Linked DNA regions of Mus musculus: region 2 is linked to region 1. The links are chromatin contacts, called in public Hi-C maps. All regions are on one chromosome and are shown on one strand. Each heading gives the region's core, a stretch centred on a gene start, on an enhancer-like site or on the middle of the called end of the contact. The rest is flanking DNA. Distances are from core to core; before and after follow the strand shown.

The links. A called contact is a pair of places that touch in the nucleus more often than the background predicts.
Region 2: a Hi-C map of the N1E-115 cell line shows a contact between it and region 1, with 3 times the contacts expected there. The contact joins two enhancer-like sites. A contact is called at or near these places in 1 of 15 datasets of contacts at CTCF or cohesin (CD8 T cells) and 26 of 484 Hi-C or Micro-C datasets (the AML12 cell line, the G1E-ER4 cell line, the HL-1 cell line and 16 more).

Annotation. Positions count from the first base shown.
Region 1 is chr19:30,247,004-30,250,772 of GRCm38.p6, forward strand. No RefSeq gene overlaps it. Among named protein-coding and RNA genes, the nearest start is that of Mbl2, 16 kb to the left of the region's middle. Within about 2 kb of position 2,013, at least 3 of the 459 cell types and tissues checked have an H3K27ac peak or open chromatin away from gene starts, as enhancers often do. A contact at or near this core is called in the N1E-115 cell line, where this site is marked.
Region 2 is chr19:30,369,569-30,373,766 of GRCm38.p6, forward strand. It overlaps Gm36319 (a long non-coding RNA gene), which reads right to left. Exons shown (of 3, transcript XR_386647.3): 3 at 1,679-2,085. Among named protein-coding and RNA genes, the nearest start is that of Gm36319, 24 kb to the right of the region's middle. Within about 2 kb of position 2,548, at least 13 of the 459 cell types and tissues checked have an H3K27ac peak or open chromatin away from gene starts, as enhancers often do. A contact at or near this core is called in the N1E-115 cell line, where this site is marked.

The sequences.
Region 1 (3,769 bases), core at 763-3,262:
TGTGGCTAGCTCAGAACCTGCAGCCCTGTGGTAAAGAAGGAGGACTGCGCAAGCTCCGAGCTCTTTCTATGGATCTCCTGGAGGAAGAGCCACACTTTCTCCACCTAGTGTGACGTGTGGAGCCTTGCCCTGGCTTGGGTCAAGAGCAGAAACGGGCTTTCCTGAGCTTATTGCATGAGCCACTCAGTGCACCGCACCGCAGCCAGGTCTTAGGCTACGGTGAACAGCCCCACCATCTGCCCAGAAGTACACAATTCTCTAAAGCTGAGACCCTTTAACACAGTCCCTCATGTAGTGGTGACCCTTCAACCATAAAATTATTTGATTGCGACTTCATAACTGTAGCTTTGCTGTGCAAGGGTCGTCCAACTTTCAGAGGGGTCTTGACCCACAGGTTGGAAACTGCTAAGTAATACAACAAACAGTGGCTGCTAAATGATTGTCATGGAGCCAAATCATTTACTTTGGTAGGTAGCCACTGTCAGATCGTTCAGGCCCTTCAGCCTTGCTCAGTGCTGCCTCCTTCTGGCCACTCTTACCAGATAGCTACTTAGTTTATCCACCCACCTAGACTGCCGCAGCCTCTTTGAAAGCACGCGGATTGTTTCTACCCGCCCCGCCCCGCCCCTGTGCCACGCTTTGCCTGATCTGCACTTCAAGTTGAGCTAGCTTGCTTCACATGTGTTCACGTTACTCCTCTGAGTTACAGCTTCCGTGACTTGGGGCTTTGAACAGGAGGCTGGAGACTTAGAGATTTTTCTTTCTTTCTTATGATCATGCCTCTGATAGTGATATGAAGTTGGTGGACAAACCACATGCTCTTACACAAAGGTTTCTAAAACCACGCTGGTGTGTTTCCCAGGTATGTAGTATGGAAGATGAAGACAGCAGAGATGAGATTAATCAAAGACCTGAAAACAGAATCCACGTGTATTGATGCTCATTTTGGGAAAGCCTTTTTATAAGGGAGACCTACAGCATAGGACTGGTTAGTAACAGTTTGCTGAAAGGTGTATGTGTGGAGTTTAGGCTTATACGCTCTACTTTTTGAGGACTCTAGACAGTGAGGTTTTAGTCTGCGTGGGCTGTCATCAGAAAGGTGGCTGTCTTAACCATTGTGGAGAACTGGAGAGGATTTGAAAGAATTTAGGGCCCACCCTAGTTCTAGAGAGGTATATTGACCAGGTTGTTTATCATGAGCCTTTCTGTCTGGGCTTAAACATGATTCCAGACACGATTCCTAAGTGGTCTTGATTTTGTTTATGGAAATTCTGCTCTTGAATACTGGAGCGTTAGTTCAGTAGTAAAAAACTTACCCAGCATGGGGGAGGCCCTAAGTTCCACTCCCAGTGTCACCAGAATACCAATGATGGTGATAGAGGATTGTTCAAATGTCTTTTTTGCTTTATTTCGTATCATTTTTAATACACTTTATTCTCCAAGGAATCCAACTTTGTATATTTATTGGTATAGTTCATGGGCATTCAGTATAATGCTTTGAGATCCAACATGGTCAGCAGTGATAGCTCTTTTTAATTATCGACATTATTTCATTGTGTCAGGGCTCAAAGCGTCTAACAGACATTGATAAATATGTATTGACCTGTTGCTCAAGATTATAGGTGGAAAAATGGCAAAAAACCCCCCAATAAAACAACAACCAAAATCAAACCCACCCACCCACCAACCAACTCATATCCTCCAAAGAAAACTGTAACAAAAATTCAGATGCCTTATCATGCAATTTAAAAAATTACACTTACTGAAAGAATTCTTTCTTCAAATAAAAGAATTAGTTTTCTCATTTTTGGTGCATGTTTGGAATAAAGAAAGACACAAACTATAAAGAATATAGAAGAGATGAAAGCACTTAGAACATTTATATATTCATTTTTAAATCTCCACAACATCGGCTTTGCTCTTATGCTTGTTTGAAATGACTCACACTGGGAACAATCAAGGAGGCACTCGACGGATTGTGCCCCAGTTGTGGCGACAATTTTCATTAAGACAGCAGAGGGCGCTCTTCCCCTGGAGAATTACCCAAGCTACCAGGAAATCCATCGCAAGAAGCTCACTGTGTAGCAAGAAATGTATTTTAGTAAAATTATTTTCATGACATGCTTCAAATCGCTGCTTTTCAAAGGAAACAAGTTTTGACAATTAAGTAATTACTGTGGTGTTCATGTTAATTCAGTCGTCATTGGAAACATGAAAGATACAAATATTCCAAAATAATAAATTACTCATTTATGTCCAGAGAAAATTGTTGAAAGAATTTGGGAGACACTGAAAAATTGTGATTACTGAAAATAAGTCCAGTAATATTTCAGGTCAGGTTCTATTATGGAAAAATTAACATAATGGAAATAAGAAAAAAACATGAAAACTAATTCCCCTTAACCCAAAAACCAACCCCCCCAAATCCCTGACGAATTCACTGACTTCTACTGATACCTCATTGCCTCTCTCTGCTGACCAAATTGAATTATTTTTAAACACAGATCATATCCCCTTAAACCTAACTTAAATCACGTATTTCAGAACAATAGCTTCTCTCTATTTTCCCCTCTTTCTCCTTCTGCCCCTCTTTTCTTCCGCTTTTGACCCTTTGAGACAATCTGCCATTCTCTAACTCAGGCTAGCCTGGAAATTACTATGTAGCCCAGGCTGGTCCTAAGTGTATGATCCTCCTGATTAAGCCTTCCAAATGCTGAAGTTCCTGATGTGACCCACCTTATCTGATGAAACACTTTCATCAGACAGGACAACCAAGGGGCTGGGATGAACCCTGGTTGGCACATGGCTTGTCTAGTGTGCATCAAGCCCTCAGTTTAATCCTAAAACCACATTAACTAGGCATGAAGTGGCACAGCCCCCTAATTCTAGCACTTGGGAGGTGAAGGCAAGATGGCCAGATGTTCAAAGTCATCCTTGGCTACACATTAGGTCTGAGCCAGCTTGGGCTAGATTAGGCTGTGTCTTTTTTTTTTTTTTTTTTTTTTTTTTGAGACAGGGTTTCTTTGTATAGCTCTGGCTGTCCGGAACTCACTCTGTAGACCAGGCTGGCCTCGAACTCAGAAATCCACCTGTCTCTGCCTCCCAAGTGCTGGGATTAAAGGTGTGTACCACCACTGCCCAGCTAGGCTGTGCCTTAAAATAAAAGCAAAAAGCAAAACAAACAAACAAACAAATAAACAATCAAAGGCAAAATAGTACCACCACCTTTAAAAATTAAAATAGATTCTGCCTGAGAATCTAATACAGTATCTAATACTCCTATTATTTCTTCATGGTTTAACCTTTGTCATTTTCTTTGTTATTCAATGTATCTAGGAAAAGATACATTGTGTATTGTGCTTGATCTAGGAAAAGATACATTGTATCTGTTGTGCTTGATGCTCATGGCTCTGGAGTTGTGGTTAATAGGACCTTGCTTGTAAATAAATAAGTTTTATTTTATTTCAATGTGCCATGTACTCAAAGTGTGATCCCCAACAACTCCTAAGGTCCTATAACTACAAACTTCAAAGCATATCTGATGTTATTACAGCCCCAACTACCTTAGGATTGAAGGAGCTGAAGGGGAAGACAACTCCATAGGAAGACCAACAGTGTCAACCAACCCGGACCCCTGGGAGCTCCCAGAGACTAAGCCACCAACCAAAGAGCGTACACGGGCTGGTCAGTAGCCCTTGGCACATATATAGCAGAGGCCTGCCCTGTCTGGCCTCCCTAGGAAAGGATGTATCTAATCTTGTAGAGATTT
Region 2 (4,198 bases), core at 1,298-3,797, 120 kb after region 1:
ACAAAGACAGCAGTTTCTTTTTTAAAAAAAAATTATTCTTCTTTCTCTACATCCTCGCCAACATGTGCTGTCACCTGAGTTTTAGGTATTAGTCATTCTGCTTGGTGTGAGGTGGAATCTCAGGGTCATTTGATTTGCATTTCCCTGATCACTAAGGATGGTGAACATTTCTTTAAGCGCTTCTCTGTCATTCGAGATTCCTCTGTTTTGAATTCTCTGTTTAGTTCTATACCCCATTTTTAAATTGGATTGTTTGTTTTTTTTGGAGGTTAGCTTCTTGAGTTCTTTATATATTTTGGATATTAGCCTTTCTTGGATGTGGGGGTTGGTGAAGATTTTTTTCCCAATATGTAGGTTGTCATTCCTACATTGCTGGTGGGATTGCAAACTAGTAAAACCACTCTAGAAATCAATCTGGAGGTTCCTCAGAAAATCGAAAATAGATATATCTGAAGACCCAGCTATACCACTCCTGGGCATATACCCAAAAGATGCCCCACCATGCCACAGAGGCATGTGCTCCACAATGTTCATAGCAGCCTTATCTGTGATAGACAGAAGCTGGAAACAACCCAGATGTCCACAGAAGAATGGATACAGAAAATATGGTTTATATACACATGGAATACTACTCAGCTATTAAGAATGAGGACATCATGAGTTCTGCAGGCAAATGGATGGAACTAGAAAATATCATCCTGAGTGAGGTAACTCAGACCCAAAAGGACATACATGGTATGTACTCACTAATAAGTGAATATTGGCCCCAAAAGTCCACAATAACTAGAATAAAATCCACAGACCTTAAGAAGGTTAACAAGCCAGCTGAAGGCCCAAGTGAAGATATCCAATCCTGCTTGGGAGGGAGAAGAAAGCAATCACAGGAGTGGCAGAGACCAGAGGCAGAGAGGCAGGGACCAGGGTAGGAAAGGTGACAGGGAGGGGAAGAGGGAAACTTGATCAGGTATTGGGTGGTGGTGGGGAACAGGACTGAAGCCCTGAGGGCCAGCAGAAAGAATGGAAATAGGCAAACCTTAGGAGGTAGGAGGTGTGGGGACCCTATAGAATGTACCAGAGACCTGGAGGTGAGAGACTCTCAGGACTCAAGGGCAGGGACCTTAGATTAAATACCCAACAGCGGGGAGATGGAACTTGTAGAATTCACCTCCAGTAGAAAGATAGGGCTTCAAGTGGAGGGGTGGTGTTGCCATCCCACAGTCAAAAACTCTGACCCAGAATTGTTCCTGTCTAAAGAACTTCAGGGACAAAAATGGAGAAGAGACTGAGGGAAAGGAGATTCAGTGACAGGCCCAGATTGGGATCCATCTCAAGGGGAGGATTCGAGGTCTGACACTATTACTGATGCTGTGGTGTGCTTACAGACAGGAGCGTAGCATGGCTGCCCTCTGAGAAGCCCAACAAGCAGCTGATAGAGACAGATGCAGATACTTAAACCCAACAAATGGACTGAAGTTGGGGACCCCTGTGGTTGAATTAGGGAAAAGCTGGAAGAAGCTGAGGAGGAGGGCGACCTCATAGGAAAACCAGCAGTCTCAACTAACCTGGACCCTTGAGATCTATCAGACACAGAGCCACCAGCCAGGCAGCATACATGAGCCAGTCCAAAGCCCCGACACATATACAGCAGAGGCCTGCCTGGTCTGGCCTGAGTGGGGGGAGATGCACCTAACCCTTGAGAGACTTGAAGCCCCAGGGAGTGGTGAGGCCTAGAGGGTGGTGGGGAACATTCTCTTGGAATCAGTGGGGAGGAAGGATGGGATGCAGAACTGTAAGGTGGACTGGGAGGGGTACAACGACTGGATTGTAAAAAAAAAAAGTAGTAATAATTTTTTTAAAAGTTTATTCTTACCTTCATTTGTGCATTTGTGTGTCTTTGTGTATGTGTGTCACATTTGTGCTGGTACCTGAAGAGGCCAGAAGAGGAATATCAGACCCCCTGCAAGCGGAGATGAAGGAGGCTGTGAACCATCAGACATTGGTGCTGGGAACTGAACTCCCAGTTGTCTGGAAGAGCAGTGAGTGGTTTCAGCCATGCAGCCATCTCTCCAGTCCCAGACATTTCTCCTTGATAGGTAAGGAAGAGTGAAATGTTTGGACAAGAAAAAAGAAGTTGCATTGTAAGCATTTCCAAATAAATAAATAAATAAATAAATAAATAAATAAATAAATAAATAAACACTGTGTTCATTCTGATAAAATCACATTGTTCTTCCAGGCACCAAACTTACACTACGCCGGTTTAAAATGGAAGGCTGTTTTAATTTTTTTGTGTGTGTGTTCTCAAAACTGTTCCTCATTATAAGCCGGCCTTCTGAAGAGCTACGGTCTTTCATTCAACGTCTACAACCAAATAAATAATACTGCTTCCAAAACAGTGTGTGCAAGAGACTGGTTGGAAGCTTGATCACATGCAGACCTCTTTGTTATGATACAGTAAACCTTTGATTGTATCACTCCTATCTAAACATACATCTGCCAGCTGTCAGTTTGTCTGAGGAAATCAAGGTTGCCTTTCTTGGTGTGTTTCCTGTTCTGTTTCTCTGAAAGCACAGTGTCCCCACAGTGCCACGCTCTGCTGCTCCAATCACTTATCAGTCTTCCAGTGGGGGAAAAAAAAAGAAATTACAAGGAATTTTTGTTTTTGCAATGATTAGGAAGGAATGCTGCTTTCTGGATTCTCACAGATAGCAGGAAATGCACGCACCGGCTGCAATCCTAATCACTAAACTAATTCTTTAAAAGCGCTATTATTTTAACTACCATTCTCCTAAGAAATGACTACTTGCAGAAACCTCCACAGGAAATAACTGCCTGAGAAAATGTGAGCTGGGAAATGGGCCATAAAGTTGTACCGGGAGGCTGACTATACATAAACACTATTGTTTAGATTCTCAAACTGTCCCTGTTCGTGGTATTAAATATTTGTAAATAAGTAACTCTGTCAAAATATGAATATTGGGACTCAGAAATAAACCAGTGAGGTACAAGGCCAAGGCAGATAATCTGCTAATCCCCTACATTTTAAGACAAGGGGAAAACGGAGAGTGGAGTCTGCTATTCTGGCAATTCTCTTCCTACCAAGAATTTCCAGTGGGCTTGTCTGGAAACCATTTTTAATTTTTGTTGTACATATTCAGTTGATTTGCGTCTTGATAGATATTTGAAGTTGTGGAACTAGAGCATTTGATGTTCCCCACCTCTTACTCCTAAAATTCATGCTTGATGTTTTGTGCTGGAAAAAAAAATCAAGGAAAGTATATTGTTTTTATCACTCAGAACCATCTCAGATTGTATGCAGACTCTCTACCAGACAAATCAGCTCTTCTATCCCAACTTTGGTAGTTGTAAAATTTGTGAATCTGGATATCTTTTTCCTCCAGAAAATATCAGCCTTGAAAAAAAAAATTCTCATTTTGACTTACAGATACACATTTTATTTTAGTTTGATTTGCCTTGGAATTTTGAATGATTTATGTAAATATCAAGTAATTTTTATCTAGTGCCTTTTCTTTTCCTACATTAAACAAACAAACAAACAAACAAACAAACAAACACAAAAGTAAATAAAATCCAGGTTATAATACCCACAAAACAGAGACCTATTAGCTGGTCATATCTAATGCATACATTTGTGAACACTAAGTAATAGCTCTACTGTGTTGGTGTGTGGAGTACTAAAGTCAATGATATTTCACACAACTGTTGCTGCCCATGTAACTCTACTTAACATAACAATAAATGTAAAACCTTACGTTCCATATATTGAGGGAGGAAAAGATACACAGTCATTCCTAGGGTTGAAGAGAAATAGCCAAGGTCTGTGCCTGGTTGTGGTCTTACTAAGCGCTGATTAGCAGGAGGTTCTTACTGCTTTCACAGTCGTAGCTGGGGCCAGCGTTTTAGAGCTGCTACTACCGAACCACTGTAAACTGGTAGATTTGATAATTAATCCTCACGAATCGAGCATGCTTTGAAGCTAATTATAAAGATATTAAAACAAAATATTTAAGATAGTTTTTTCCCATATTGTTCTGAAATTAACTTCAGCCACAGACTGAATAAAGAAGACCCCAAACAACAGGGTGTAAACCCACCTAATAACAAAGAATAAATCCCTCTCGCCCTCAGCACTGCCCAAGCATAGAATGGGAACATTATCAAGCCCCAAGAAACTTCT